Linked DNA regions of Sus scrofa: all the other regions are linked to region 1. The links are chromatin contacts, called in public HiChIP or PLAC-seq maps. All regions are on one chromosome and are shown on one strand. The core of a region is the stretch at or near the end of the contact, and the rest is flanking DNA. Distances in the headings are between cores, read along the strand shown. Region 1 overlaps NFIA (nuclear factor 1 A-type). Region 2 holds the start of NFIA (nuclear factor 1 A-type). Region 3 overlaps LOC106507659 (a long non-coding RNA gene).

What was found. HiChIP or PLAC-seq counts read pairs in DNA pulled down with a chosen protein or histone mark.
Region 2: a contact with region 1 is called in an H3K27ac HiChIP or PLAC-seq map of skeletal muscle. The contact joins the promoter of NFIA here to the enhancer-like site in region 1. A contact is called at or near these places in 1 of 5 promoter capture datasets (liver), 4 of 47 Hi-C or Micro-C datasets (brain, heart right ventricle, psoas muscle and 1 more) and 2 of 2 datasets of contacts at active chromatin or transcription factors (alveolar macrophages and skeletal muscle).
Region 3: a contact with region 1 is called in an H3K27ac HiChIP or PLAC-seq map of skeletal muscle, with 5 times the contacts expected there. The contact joins two enhancer-like sites. A contact is called at or near these places in 3 of 47 Hi-C or Micro-C datasets (heart right ventricle and skeletal muscle) and 2 of 2 datasets of contacts at active chromatin or transcription factors (alveolar macrophages and skeletal muscle).

What each region holds. Positions count from the first base shown.
Region 1 is chr6:151,023,218-151,028,205 of Sscrofa11.1, forward strand. NFIA (nuclear factor 1 A-type) reads right to left here. Exons shown (of 11, transcript XM_021097780.1): 3 at 585-650. Among named protein-coding and RNA genes, the nearest start is that of NFIA, 200 kb to the right of the region's middle. Within about 2 kb of position 2,999, at least 7 of the 83 cell types and tissues checked have an H3K27ac peak or open chromatin away from gene starts, as enhancers often do. A contact at or near this core is called in liver and skeletal muscle, where this site is marked.
Region 2 is chr6:151,227,501-151,231,881 of Sscrofa11.1, forward strand. It overlaps NFIA (nuclear factor 1 A-type), which reads right to left and starts at 2,273. Exons shown (of 11, transcript XM_021097780.1): 1 at 1,853-2,273. The coding sequence starts at 1,942.
Region 3 is chr6:151,250,334-151,254,719 of Sscrofa11.1, forward strand. LOC106507659 (a long non-coding RNA gene) reads left to right here. Exons shown (of 2, transcript XR_002345466.1): 2 at 341-1,073. Among named protein-coding and RNA genes, the nearest start is that of NFIA, 23 kb to the left of the region's middle. Within about 2 kb of position 1,613, at least 41 of the 83 cell types and tissues checked have an H3K27ac peak or open chromatin away from gene starts, as enhancers often do. A contact at or near this core is called in skeletal muscle, where this site is marked.

The sequences.
Region 1 (4,988 bases), core at 1,749-4,248:
GTGAATATTATCATATGCATAAAGTGTGTATTCCATGTTTTATATATACATATATATATATATATACATATACAGAACAGAAATTAAGCAATTGATGACTTTAATACTGCCAGGTGTTTATTTTAGACCATTTAAAGTGAAAACTCCTTCAAAGGCAGAGATAATTTTCTTATAGCAATTATTAGCAAAGGCTTCCAAAAGGCTTCAAAAATACTTGTCAGTCAATAAACTTAAGTCGCTAGTGAAGAAGACTGTGGGCCACTTGCCACCTTAAAAGGAACTGAAATGAAAGGGAGTTGGCTCCTCACTTATGCTGTAAAAGACTCTGATCTGATACATCAACCCCACCTCTCACAGCAATCAACTTTCTTGGGAACTCGGATTCTTGGGAGTACCCTGGGAGGGTCTGTGGCTGAGAGGAAGGGCCTGGCGCTGCTGGAGTGACCCAGAAAACTCCCTGAGTCCTCAAAGTCGCTCCTACTGTGGGCCACCCAGAGGGGCAGACCTCAAAATCCTTGCTCATGGTTGGCTGCTGGCGACTGTGGACTTTCAAAGCAGCAACCGGCGTCCCAAACTAAACTTACCATTTTCTGGCTGGTCCTTAATGTCAGCGTCACTTGGCTGGCTGGGACTTTCAGATTGACTTGAATCTGAAAAACATAAAAATACAGCCAAAAATTACAGGGTCTGTGAAAGAACGTGGATCAGAGGTGCCAGACTTTCTCAAAAGGTTCAGCATGTACACGAGGAATGAGACCGTTGCAGAAGTGACATGATGACGGGAAAAAAAAGAGGAGAGCAAAGAAAAGGGAGGAAAACAGCAGCCTCAGCGGCCCATGCCTTCCGAGAGGACTTGGTTCTGTTTACACCTCCAGTGGCGCTTGGCCTGTGCCAGATCATAACTTGAAACTCTTCAGAAACCATCCTCTGACAGAGAGAGACCATTTCCAAACTGCTCTTCTCCATTATTTATACACTAGAGTCTGATAAAGACTTCATCCTTCATTACACACATCTGAAGCTTGATTCAGAACATAATAAAGTGTCAAAACATATTTTGAAGCTGGTATATAAAAGCAACCCAAACAACAGAAACAAGTTCTGTTGATATTTAGCTCTGTATTACAGCAACAGACTACGCAGACTAACACCATTAAATACTAGAATCCTAATATTCTAGTGCATTTACTTAAAAGAACAGGATCACTCAAAGGCGTCTTTCTGAAAGATACACAGTTCCCCCACTTCGTTAGGTGCTATTTTTCTCTCACCCTGATGCATTTGGAAGATCCTAAAAGAGCTTGTGAGCGAAAACAGGTTCTTGCACACCTTTATGGGATTCCATTCATTTTTTATTTAAACAAATACAATCATTTTCCAGCTAAAGAAACTAATTCAATTATTTTGTAACTTCTAACTGGGATAATTTCAAATAAAATGCCATCTAATTTTAAAATGAGATGAAACTAAATTAGATCAAAAAATTTCACAGAATTAGAAGTATATTTGTGATTCATTTTACGGGCAAAAAAAGGTCAGACAGAAGAGCTCAAGGACAGAATTTTTTACGTAAAGCCTTTTCTGAGACTTGAAACAGTATATAACATTATCGAAAAACTTTTTTTTTTTTTTTTTAAGGAAAACCTCTGTATCTGTGGAAAGCCTGACTCTGAACTTAACCTTGACTTCACAGGGTTAGAAGGAGCTGTCTGAAATTTGACCACATTTCAGCAAGAAGTTCAATGCAAGATCAAAAGGTCATGACACTTAACTGTGATTAAATTGAAAATATTACTTCTATTTCAACAGAGTTATAGCTTTACCATTCTCTTCCTTGGAGATACTGCAAAAAAGAAGTAGCACTACGAATGACCCTAGGTCAAGAAGTGCTAATTTATTACTTTAGAAATGCTCCCTGCTTTTAGGCAAATGAAGATTTTAATTATCGGGAAGTACTATTTTTAAAACATCTATTTAAAATTTTTTTCAGATGCTCTTAACCTGATGACTACAGCAAAAATTCTAGATTGAATCAAGGGTTCAAACAGCAGAAAATGTGAAAATATAAGTTTTTATTTAAGTCTGGCAAAGTGGTAGCTTTTATCATAATGTAAGAATAGCCACAGTGAAAACACAAACAAAAGCAGTACAGGTTAAAAAATTTTAGAGAAATTCTTGAGAATGAACCACAAAGTTAAATCCAAAGTCTGCACTGAAAACTGGAATGCAAATTTATATTGGACCATAGGTGAAATTTTAAGTCCAAAAATTAATATTACTTTTATAACAGGTGATTTAAAAAGATGGCATGATTACCTTCTCTTTTTCTAAAGGAATACTCTGTAATTTTGCCATTAAAAATTAAAAATTTAAACATTCTTAGAAGTAACTAAACATGTTTTAGGCGAAAAAGCATACCATCATTATTTTTGCACTGGAAATTTTTAAACCCTTAATATCCACAATTAAAATTATAAAGAAAATATCTAAGTTTGTTGTAGGGAAAGTTAAAATTCTTCCTGGTCATATCCCAAAATAGACAAATAAAATTTTGCCAAACAGAACATTTTCTTTGGAGTAAGACTAGCAAACCTAACTTCCGATATCATAGCTTTGCCGATGTTCTTTTGCTAGGTCTAATATCTTTCTGAGTAATCATTTCTTCGTGAAGAAAAGGAAAAAATATTTTTAATCTCAATTAATTTAAATATACCATAGCCAATTACTGTTCTGATATTTACCTATTAATATTAAGGTTAAAAAACAATGAGAAACACCAAAAATTATTTTAATAATCTAAAGATGGACTTCTTTGTTCTTTTAAATTTTCTTTTACATTTGCCACCCTATATTTATAAAAGATAGCATAATTATAGAAAACATGGACAGCAACAAAAGATGGCGACAGGTATGTTCAGAGAAAGTGTAACGTTCCCAGCCACAGAAAAAGAAGCAAACAAGCAGCAAACGACTGAGCAGCAGGAAAACAGCTCAGAGTTGGTCTGAAAGGGGCCGCAGCACTCTTGTGAAAGCTCAGACACAAACACTGGAGGAGGAGGCATGTAGCCAAACTGAAAACGGAATTTAATTTCTCCAGTTTTATTCAAAAGCTGGAGACACTGTTAGCCACTCAAGGACCGCATACTAAAATACACCATCCTGGTAACGGATAGGGAAAGCCAAAGATCTACAAGAAAAGTTAAATGATCTGAAAACTTTAGTAAGTATTTTTCACCATGGGCCATTTAATGCTGTTTCATTTTTAAACCAACAAGGAACAAAACTACCCTGTCCCGGTGCAATTCTACGTTGAGGACTCGTGGATATTTTCTCTAGGGCTGCAAAAAGTCATCGATGCTGTTAGGTATGGAGCCAACCAGCTGACCAGAATCAGAAATTAATTTCTACCCATACATAATTGATACAAATGAAAAGATCTCTTTCCTAAGCATTTGCATTAAAACACTATCATGAAGGTGAATAACAATTCATTTATTTTTCTCTTTTACATACTTGGTAGAGAGAGGTCAGAAGCCTAAGTAACTTTTTGTCTTACTTTTGGGGACAGTTATCACACGGTCACTTGATTCCCACCACCTGAAATAATTAGAGGCTCCAGATAAAAAAATCCACTCGCACAGAACTAGATGCTCTTCTCGTATCTGAGCACTCCCCCCACACACATGGCAGTGACTTTCTCTGGGTCCCTGAATGAAAGCCAGAAGATCTGTACATTACAAGGAAGAGAATATTATTTAAACTGTGTTTAAATGATGGCACTGGAAATGCTATTGTGAGGAAGTACATTAGGGTTATCAATTTATTTTTCCCATCTAGGGGTTTGCTTTTTCTTTAAGGAAACTTAGACTTCAACCTAACCTTGAAAAGCAATTTTTCTTTTGGTTTCTAAAAAATTTATGAGCAGAAATTTAAACCTAAAATAGACAGGGTTTCCATACAGGAGGCTGGATTGAGACCTCTTAATTGAACGGGTGGCCATCTATCTATGCATTTTTATGGCGCCTACAGCTATATTGCTGGAGTACTCAGACAAAGATATTTCGCTATCAATATAATCACTGGGGAAAGGAATAAAATAAATCCTAATGCCTACCTACTAGCCTCTGTTTCCACAAGCTTGCGTGATGCAGGAACGGAAACTTTGTACTGGATTTGCTACTTTGCCAAGTATCTAGCTCCCCTAACCTCAATTCTGCTCCCTTCTGCTTGGGACCTCACAGAATACTTCTTTTGGGATGATGAAGAGTGATAAAAACATGTCAATACGGTAAAACTGATCAGGCAAAAAAGGAGACATCACGTCCATGTATTTTCTGTTCTAGAGGCACAAAGCAAAGACAGAATGTTGTTAAATCTTCCTTGTGCTCAATCCAGCATTAAACTTTTCCTCTCCCATCCCGCTTCGCGGACCATACATCTCTCACAGTATGACTTACACCATGTTGTACTAAGGTACAACGAACGCCTATGAGAATTTGAGCTCCAAAAGAAAAGAATTCCTTTCTTACTCTCGTCTTATTCCCCAAGCCCTTCCAAGGGTACCTGGCCCAGCCAAGGATTTGATAATTGCTGAACGAAAGAGATACTGTGAATTTGCACTTGTTCAGTTTTCTAATGCTAAACCACTGCCAGGGACTGAAAATATACTAAGTTCACACCTAAAAGCACATGGGAACTTAGAGAAGGAAAGAGGAAGGCAGAAAAGGTCTTTATTTCTGTGTTACGTCCCCCTTCATGGGGCCTGGCAAGGGACAGACAGGCACATCCCTCTGGTTCCTGGGTGGGAAGTCTTAGGCAGCGTTTAGAAGTTGCAGACAATCACCCCTCTGATCCCCTGGCTGACACACCACAGAGGCTCGTCGGAATAATAAGAGCTGAGGACAGTGTCTGACACATAAAAGGCCCCCCAGAAATGAGTGCCAGCTGAAATGATGGATGGCAGAAATATTTTGCACATTCGAAAAAAA
Region 2 (4,381 bases), core at 1,023-3,522, 200 kb after region 1:
AGAAATGTTACCTTGCCAGTTTTAGTGAAATCCTCTTAGATATATAAATTACGTCAATAAGATTTCACTTATATGTACATCTCAAATACCTCTAATTTTGGAGGTTACTTAATAGGAAGATCTTATTAATATGATTTACATGTTAATGCCCAAAGCAGTGAAGATAAGATTGGGGCTCATGGGTGACAACACCATTTACTAGTTCTTACCAAGACTAACTTTATTACTAGCATTTCCAACATTTTTCTTTTCTCGTTTTTTTGATGTGCAGTCACTTGTGTGCAGATTTTTCTTATATGCATATATGCTTAAATTGAATCATGGACCTGAACTGAGCATCCAAGCAGATTCTTACATCAAACTTCCAGGCCAGATTTGATTAGAAGGCCTAAAGCCTTGGGAAACAGCTCTAAGGGAATTGGATCCAAAGATGGGAAAGAGCCTATATTATTTTCCATTCACTTCTCAACAGAATTAGTTGTCTACACTGCTCAGAGGGAAGGAAGAAATGGATATATTTTAGTCACAGTCTGCCAGTTACTGTCTCCAAGACAAGCTACTGCAGTTGGTTTCCACTGGATTGGTGTCAAAGACTTGTCCAAGAGGCCAGACTCCAGCTAAGAGTTAGCAAGTCAGCAATCTTCCACACACACCCTCCACAGGGGTTGTTGTGGTAACAAGAAGAAATGTGAACTTGGCCAGTCTCAATATCCAGGTCCCTACTGACCATATGTCTAAGCAGCAAAATTCAAGGAAAATCAAGAAAAACATCCTCTTTCTCCCCCTTTTCCTTTCAAATGTACAAAACAGCTGTCAGTACACCTGTGAAACATTCTCTCTCCCTTAAAACTGTTGTTTAGAGTTCAAGAAGAGAGGCTTGTCTATTCCTTCAAAGTACCTGAAAAGCCAAAGCTTTTAAGATAATCAGAGTAAGAAGTTTTGCAATGCTAAGTATGCAATATATCACTTCCGAAAGCTCACTACGGTCCCATAGTTTTTAAGCCACATACTTTTAAAAGCTGAATCTCACCTTCCACAACCCTTAACAACATTCCTGAACTTACAAATAATAATTCATGCAAAGTTAAACATTTCTGTAGAAGAATTTAAAAAAAATAAAAAACTTTTCCCAAAAGGCAATGGAAGAAGGCATACGATTTACGCAAACAAAACAAAACTACACCAATTAGGTTTTCTTTTCTGAAACTCGAAAACTCTTTCCTATTATGCTTGCTAAATCCGGAAGAGCCTGTAGCTTTGACAGCTTGAACCACACCATCCCCTTCAGAGCCGCAGAGAACTTCAGATCTTGTCTGCCCCGCCCCCTCTGGCTACTGCGAGCCAGTGTACACCCAAGCTTCCTCATGATTGGATAAAGCTCTAGTCAATCTCCCAGGTTGTCCCATTGATTAGAGGATCGAATCGTCAATTACTCTCCGGTCCAGACATTTCTTTTCGGGTTAGGTTGACTGCTGAGGCCAGACGTCTTTTTACAGAACCGAGCACGTACAGGATTCCCCCCCCTCCCCTTTCTGGAACCGAGCAAGCACTTGGAGGAGAAAAAAAAATCTGTCAAGCTCAGCAATTTTTTTCAAATCTCAGGAAGAAAAAAAAAAGGAAACCCAGTCCCTAATGCACATAGCAAAATAAATAAATAAAAGCCATCCACAAAGCTACATCTTTAAAACAAAACCATCACAATAGACATTTACCCAGCAATCACGTCAGTGCATATGCAAGCTAGAGAAAATTTTAAGTCTTAGCCATTAACAAAACCATTCTACCATTATTGTTGTTTATAAAACGCATATCGTATAAACGCAAAATAGAAAGTTTAAGATGTACCACGTACCATTGCAATGTAAAAAGAGTACGTGAGAAACTTTAAAATGTTCAGACGAATTGCTTCATTTGTTGTCCCCCTTTTTTTTTTTTTTTGCATTAAAAAGATATCTTAATAAACTTGGAACCGTTGAAAACCCGGAAGAGATTTTTTTTTAAGCTGTTGGCCAATTGCAGGCTTCTTGGAGATTTTTTTTTTTTTTTTCTCCAAATCAGGAGGCTTCTGCAATTGCAATGCGCGCTCTCTGCCTCTCTCACTGTCTCTCCTCTTTTGAAAGCGATCCAACCCGGGCTGGCTGGTTCTCAGATTCTCTCTGGTTTTGCCTTGTGTGCTTTGGATTCTACGAGACTTTGCCGAAGTTGCAATCGGTTCGCAGTCCCTCTCTCCTCTCACTACCCGCTTGTTTATTTCCGCAATCGCTGCAATTTGCATAGTAACCACGCACGGGGCGCCGGGGCTGCCTGCAGAGGGGGCCCGGAGGGGGCAGGGAAAGGCCTTGCCCCCGCTCCCTCCCCCCGTCTCTCTCCCCGCCAGTCTCCTCCTCCCCCACGGCGTGTGGCCAATAGGAGCCCCGACATTCAGCGCAAGCTCGGGTCGGGACACCGTTTGGAAGAAAAGCCCCTGTGTTACTAGGCCCCGCTCACAGGACCGTGTTTTTGGCGCAGTAGGAGTTCCCCTGCTTGCGGACCTCGCAGCCGGTACTAGGGAGATGTGAGGCTATGATACCTTTGCCTGCGGTTGTGCGGGTTTTGCACGTTTTAATCAAGTCTGCACACCTGCTTTCTCGGTTTCTTTTTCCATAGCCTCTGGTGAGTTATTAGGTTAGTTCATGATGGTTAGTGAGAGATTTAACCTTTATTTGCACTGGTGTAGACCAAGAGTTAAAGATCCTCTTTGGATCATTAAATCAAGAGAGTGCAAAATGTCACCGAGAACTTGCAGTGAAATAAAGCTTCTACTCTAGCTTCAGAAAGGAAAAAGCATTGCCACTACTCTCTGCAGATGGCTGAACATAAAAATGGTTAGGTGGGCTCCCTCAAGAATAAAGCTGTTCCTTTAAAGCAGGAGATGCAGTGAAATTCGAATGTAATTGCAAGCGTTTAATTGGTCAATATCCTTACAAAACCTGGGTTCCACAAAATTTAATGCACTTCTCCACCTCCCATCCCCCCCAAAGGAGACCTGTTTCAACATTTAAAGGAGGTAGGGGGTTAAAACCCAGTTGCTGAAACATCAAATCCTTCATTTCACTGATTCGTCTTATATGATTAATCCAGACTCTTTAAGATCAGGTGATCAGGATATTTCAGTGTCAACCTTTTATGTGTTTGTTTTATGCAACAGACTAGGCATTGGTGCAGTGGTGGTGCAAGGGAAGTATCCCTTTAAATGGAAAGCATCACAACCAGGTATTGCCTTTTTTTTTTTTTTAATGTGTTTGCTTTGCATCAGTTAAGTAGCTTAGGACATTTTGCTGAATAACTGAGTGACTGGAAAATGTGTGCTTAAGCTCACTTGATAAAAATTATCCAGTAAGAAGTCAAGAGGAATAGGAAGCAACTTGGCGGTTGCCTGATTTTCTTAACTGTCCTTGGTGAAGTTACCTAATTAATTGATAACAGAACCTCGAGCAGTTAAATCAGAAGTTAGAGAATCCTCCTATTCTATTTTGAACCACATTTTTGGCTTTAGGCTTGCACTTTACAACCAGGTAACTGATGCAGCATTACTAGGAGGTACTATATTGTGACTGCCCTTGGTGTTAGGCAACATTTGCTGTTCTGGTCTGCCTCCGATAGATTCGGATATTGTCTGGCTCTAGAAACTCTGTGGCATTTTAATCCTGGCCTCCTCCACTGAACATACATTTCCACTTGGCATGGTATGATACTTTTGCCCTAGAAATACACTTGATGAAATGTAGTGGCTTAAGGAAAAAGGAAAAATAAATTTTTTAAGTAACCAAAAAAGTTCTAGGCCTAGTTCAGCTGGAGCTCGGCCGGCTGTGTGATCTTGAGATGGTTGCATAACACCTGTAACATAGGATATCTACCTAATGTGAGAATGGAGGTCTGTTTTGTCAAGAGCTAAGAGCCTTTGAAATGCACAAGAGGTATCAGCTTGTATTGCATTGCTCTGTAAATGCTATAGTCTGAGTAATCCCTAATGCGAAGCAAGCCAGGCCTTGTCAATTGGTGGTAACAGTGAGTTTTGTCTGCAATGTCTATAATTCATTAACTTAATCTAATATGGTAGTTTAGCACCATTTCCAAAGAGACCTTTCACATCTCCATCTAGTCAACAACAACATGGCTTTGGAATCCCATTTAGGTGTTAATGTTGGTCCTACAATGTGACTCCAACAGATGAATTAAACTCTGTTACTTTAGATTCCTCATCTGAAAAACGGGACATATCCAGAGAACATATATTTATTACATAGTACATTATGCATGGTCAATACACAGCTACAATAATAATACCATTTCTGTTTAATATGTACCATGTTCTAGGTACACTGAATGTGCCAAGAGCTGG
Region 3 (4,386 bases), core at 363-2,862, 230 kb after region 1:
GAAGGCCAGACTGTTACAGTTAATCTCGCCTCTTTTAGTTTCCATTGCTCTCTTTCTCCTTTGGTCTCTTTCCTTCTTGGTGTTCCCTACCTCCTGTAGTTATGAGTTAATAAAAACATGTCCCTATTTTTAAAAAGATCCATAAAGTTGATGCTAAATTTGAGAGTTAATGTTGCAACTAAACTCTCCTGGAGCCACATCTTTTCTGTCTGTAATGCCAGCAACCATTTGTCCTTAAAAACTTACTATAATGATTCTTTCAAGGCCTTTGAGAAAATGTAATAAACAACTAATTGGAAAAAAAAGTAAAACCCAACTCTCACTTATTTTACTTTCTCAGATCAAGGAAACGGACTTCAAGCAAAATAATCAACTTTATGTAGTTTATTTTTAAACTCCTCTATTTTCAGTAGCTCATTTTCTTCCTTAACTAAGTCACACCGCTTTGTTCGAGTTCACATCTACCTCTCCCACGTGTCCCCACTAACCGACTCAGTGATTCGCACCCAGCGAGACCGAAGGAGTGGAAACCGTCCTGAAAGGAGCCCTGCCGGCATTTGGTCCCAGGGTAAAGCGCTCCATTTCAGAAGTTCTGAGAAAAGTGTCTTCTTCCGAAACTACCAGTGGAGCAAATCATTTACCTAATTCATTCAAGAGCCTCCATAGGAAGGACTTTGGAGCCTGATGATCCTCATAATTCGGTACTAATGAAAACCCCTTTGGCCCTTCGCTTTCGGCCCCGCGAGAGACGGCATCCGCTCCCAGGACGAGAAGAGCGGGCCTGGCTCGCGGCGGCCCCTCCCCATCTAACCCCAGATGGCACAACCCGAGAGCACAGCGACGACGGCGGCGACTCCAGACGCCGCCCGTGCCACCGTCCTATCCGCCACTGTGCCACTCTCGCCCCCTCTCCTCCAGCGCGGGCCCCTCCCGCTTTCCCTTCCTTCTCACCCTCCCCAGGGCTTTTTATGGGGGTAAGAGGTAAATTGGGAATATTTCCTCTGTCGCGAAACATTCTCCTTCCTCAGCCATCTCCCACTCGGGCGGATTGGAATTAAAATCCGGTAATTCAACTTTGCTGCGAAAACTCGGGTTCCTGGGGAGGGGCCGGAGGGAAGGAAGACCCCGCGGTGAATGCGCAGCCCTAGGAGGCTCCCATCCCGCCTCGCTGCCGCCCGGCGGGGAGGATGAAAGCCGAAGGCCGGGGAGGGGCTGCGCGCTCCCCCGAGGGGGCTAGGGTTTGGGGCGGAGGAGGCCGAGGCTAGGTGGCGAGTGCGGGGCCGGGGCTTCAGGGCTCGCGGGTACCCGGACCCTCTTCCCAGGCTGCGCGCTCCCGGCCCTGCAGGTGCACCCCCTCCGCCCCCTTGCAAGCCCCTCCAAGAAAACCGCCTTCCGGCCCAAGTTCGGTCCTTGGAGGCTTTGAACGTGGCCTTTCAGAAGTTTTTAAAGCTGCTCCGCCCCGCGCAGCATTCAAGGGTCACACTCCCCTCCATCCCTCCACCCGCGCTACAGCTGCAGCACCAGGGGGTGCAGGGAAGGAGTGGGGCGGGGTGTGGGGGGAGGCCGTCGGCAGGCCGAGGCTCAGGGGTCCAAGCACCGCCCAGAAGCGCCAAGCTCGGCCTAGAGCGCTTGGAGATCCGCTCCCGAGCCCAACCTCTGAGGAAGCACAGGCAGACAGCTCCTGCACCGCGCCAGCCACGGGGGGGTGGGGGTGGGGGTGGGGGAGAGGGGAGGGGAGGGGCAGTGGGGAGAGGAAGAGAGACCGGGCGGGGGAAGGGCACAACCACATTACCAGGGTTCCTGTGCTGAGCTGCAGCCAAGGGACTATTTAAACTGGCCTTGAGGGGAGGCAGCTGGTGACCCGCGTCCTCGCCCTCCAAGTTCCCCGCGAATCAGGGCGCCACCTACAGGCAAGTTTCGGATAGCAGGAGGGAGAAAGGGAGACAGCCCGTCAAGGAAAGCCACCCAGGGGAGCAGGACCCTGTTTTCTCCAGGGCCATCTCCCGCTCCTGAGTCTGAGTTCTGAGCTCCAGAGTTATGGATCTACTGGCAGCAGCAAGAGTTCTGAGGGCACTGAGAATGAGCTTTTAGGGAATGAGGAATTGAGGTAGTAAATACAGGAGTTGGAGGATTCATGGACCAAAGTCCCTCTTCTAGGCTGGTCTTAGAAAATGCAGCTTGTTTCGCTGAGAAGAGTGGCTGTGTGGCCGTGGACAAGTTGCTTGATCTTTCCAATCCTTGGTTTCTTCATCCCTTAAAAGAGGTATAGTGGTGCCTGCCTGACAGGGTCTTTTCTAGAATTAAACGAGATAATGTAGATGAGAAACTGCAGGTGCCTTCTAGAGGGAGATTTCATCGATTTCTAATATGGAAAAACTGTCTTTTAACCTAGGAAATCTAACTTATAAGACTTTGTCTAGCTTCTTTCTGTTTGTTGAAGATTAGGGCCTTTGAAGAGGATAGAGAGAGTCAAAGAGGTGTGAGTGTCTGATTAGGATAGAAGGACCAGTTAGTGGAAGTTTTGACAACTGCTCTCTAGCTAACCCCCTTCTTATAGACATATAATAACATATTATATTTATGCATCACTTAGTATTGCTATTTACTATTACCTCATTTAATTTTATCACTTATATGGCATATGTTTTTCCCATATTGAAGATGTGAAAACAAAGACGTGGGGATACAAGCCATAGCTGGTACCTTTTTTTTTTTTTCTTTAAAGAAAATTTCCAACTTAGCAGCTCTAGATCTGTATTTCAGAATCTACCTTTGACATCAATTTATTAAGCACCTACTATGTGCTTGGTTATATATATTAGGAATTTCACATGTGATTCTCAGGTCTCATGTGATTCTCATATCATGTCTGTGAAGCAGGACTTCAAGATCTCCCTTCACAGAAGAGGAGAGCTCGGTTCAGGGAGACCCAGGGCATCATTTAATGTCCTACAGAGAAGTGGTGGAGCCAGGTCATGAGGAGCCCTGATCTTCCGACTATACATCCACGAACCTTCTACTGCACCAAAACTGAGCATATTCCCAACTAGCTTTGGGGCACACATACAAGTTTGGGAAAGGTCACCTGGAGAAGTGGACACCTTGATGGTTTCTCCATGTTGAAGGTGTAGTAAATGACGGCGTCTAGAACCTTTAGTAATGGTAGAGTATTACAGTGTTTCCTAATGAAATATTGACCATGGGAGAAGTGGGCAGGGGTGCAATGGAGAAGCCAAGGAATGAGTTGATCTGTATACTTTTATAAATATGAATAACATTTATTTAATGATGGAACCCACCAAATCTCATTACAACAAATACTCTTGTAGAATTCCCATTATGGCACAGCAGAAATGAATCCAACTAGGAACCATGAGGTTGTGGGTTCGATCCCTGGCCTTGCTCAGTGGTTTAAGGATCCAGCATTGCTGTGAGCTGTGGTGTAGGTCAAAGACACAAGACCGGCTCAGAACTGATATTGCTGTGGCTGTGGCATATAGGCCAGCAGCTGTAGCTCAGACTGGACCCCTAGTCTGGGAATCTCCATATGCCGCAAGTGCGGCCCTAAAAAGCGTGCGCGCACACACACACCAAATAGTGTTACATTGAAAAGGTTGGTATAATGTAGCTATTGCCAAATTCTAGCATTTGACCTATAGTAGAGTGCTTTGTTGATTTGGTTACAAAAATTATTTATAATAAGTATTTTTCTGGCCTTTATCCATGTAATAGTACCAGTTTATGATGAAAGGGCTGGATTATTTAGGCAGGAAAATTGTACTCCTTTCAGTTCTTTTGTTTTTCCATGGTGTAGCAATTACTCATTAGTTCCCCTTCTTACCTACCAAAGTACTGAATCAAACCAGCAGTCCTACCCAGAGCACTTCCTTTTCACTTTTGAGAATAAGGAAACATTGAAAGGGAAGTTAAATAAGGCTTTGGGTTGGGGTATTGGATGTAAATATGCACATCCCCACTTTCTTCTTTTACTGAGTCCAGCTTGATGTTTCTCTGCCAATGCAATGTCAAGAGCCCAGACTTTAACTGCATTTCACTTCTATACAGCTTCTGTACACCGAGAGCATTTCCAATAATGTAATACATTTTCATTTTGAAACAGATGCCACAGGAGATTCATTAGCAAGAAAACCCCACTGTGTAACACACACACATAAAGTTATCAAATTTAAGGTCAGAAGGCCTTGGATTGTCAGTTTTGGGGGACCAGTTGGTAATTAGGCAAGAGGGCTTTGTAAAGAAAAACCAGTTGAAACCAATACATATTTATTTTATGTGTTCCACATTGTTCTGGGTGCTAGCATAGATATGGAGAAATGCTGGGGTATTTCTCCTGGGGTTTATATTCTAAACTTTAAGGAAGAAACT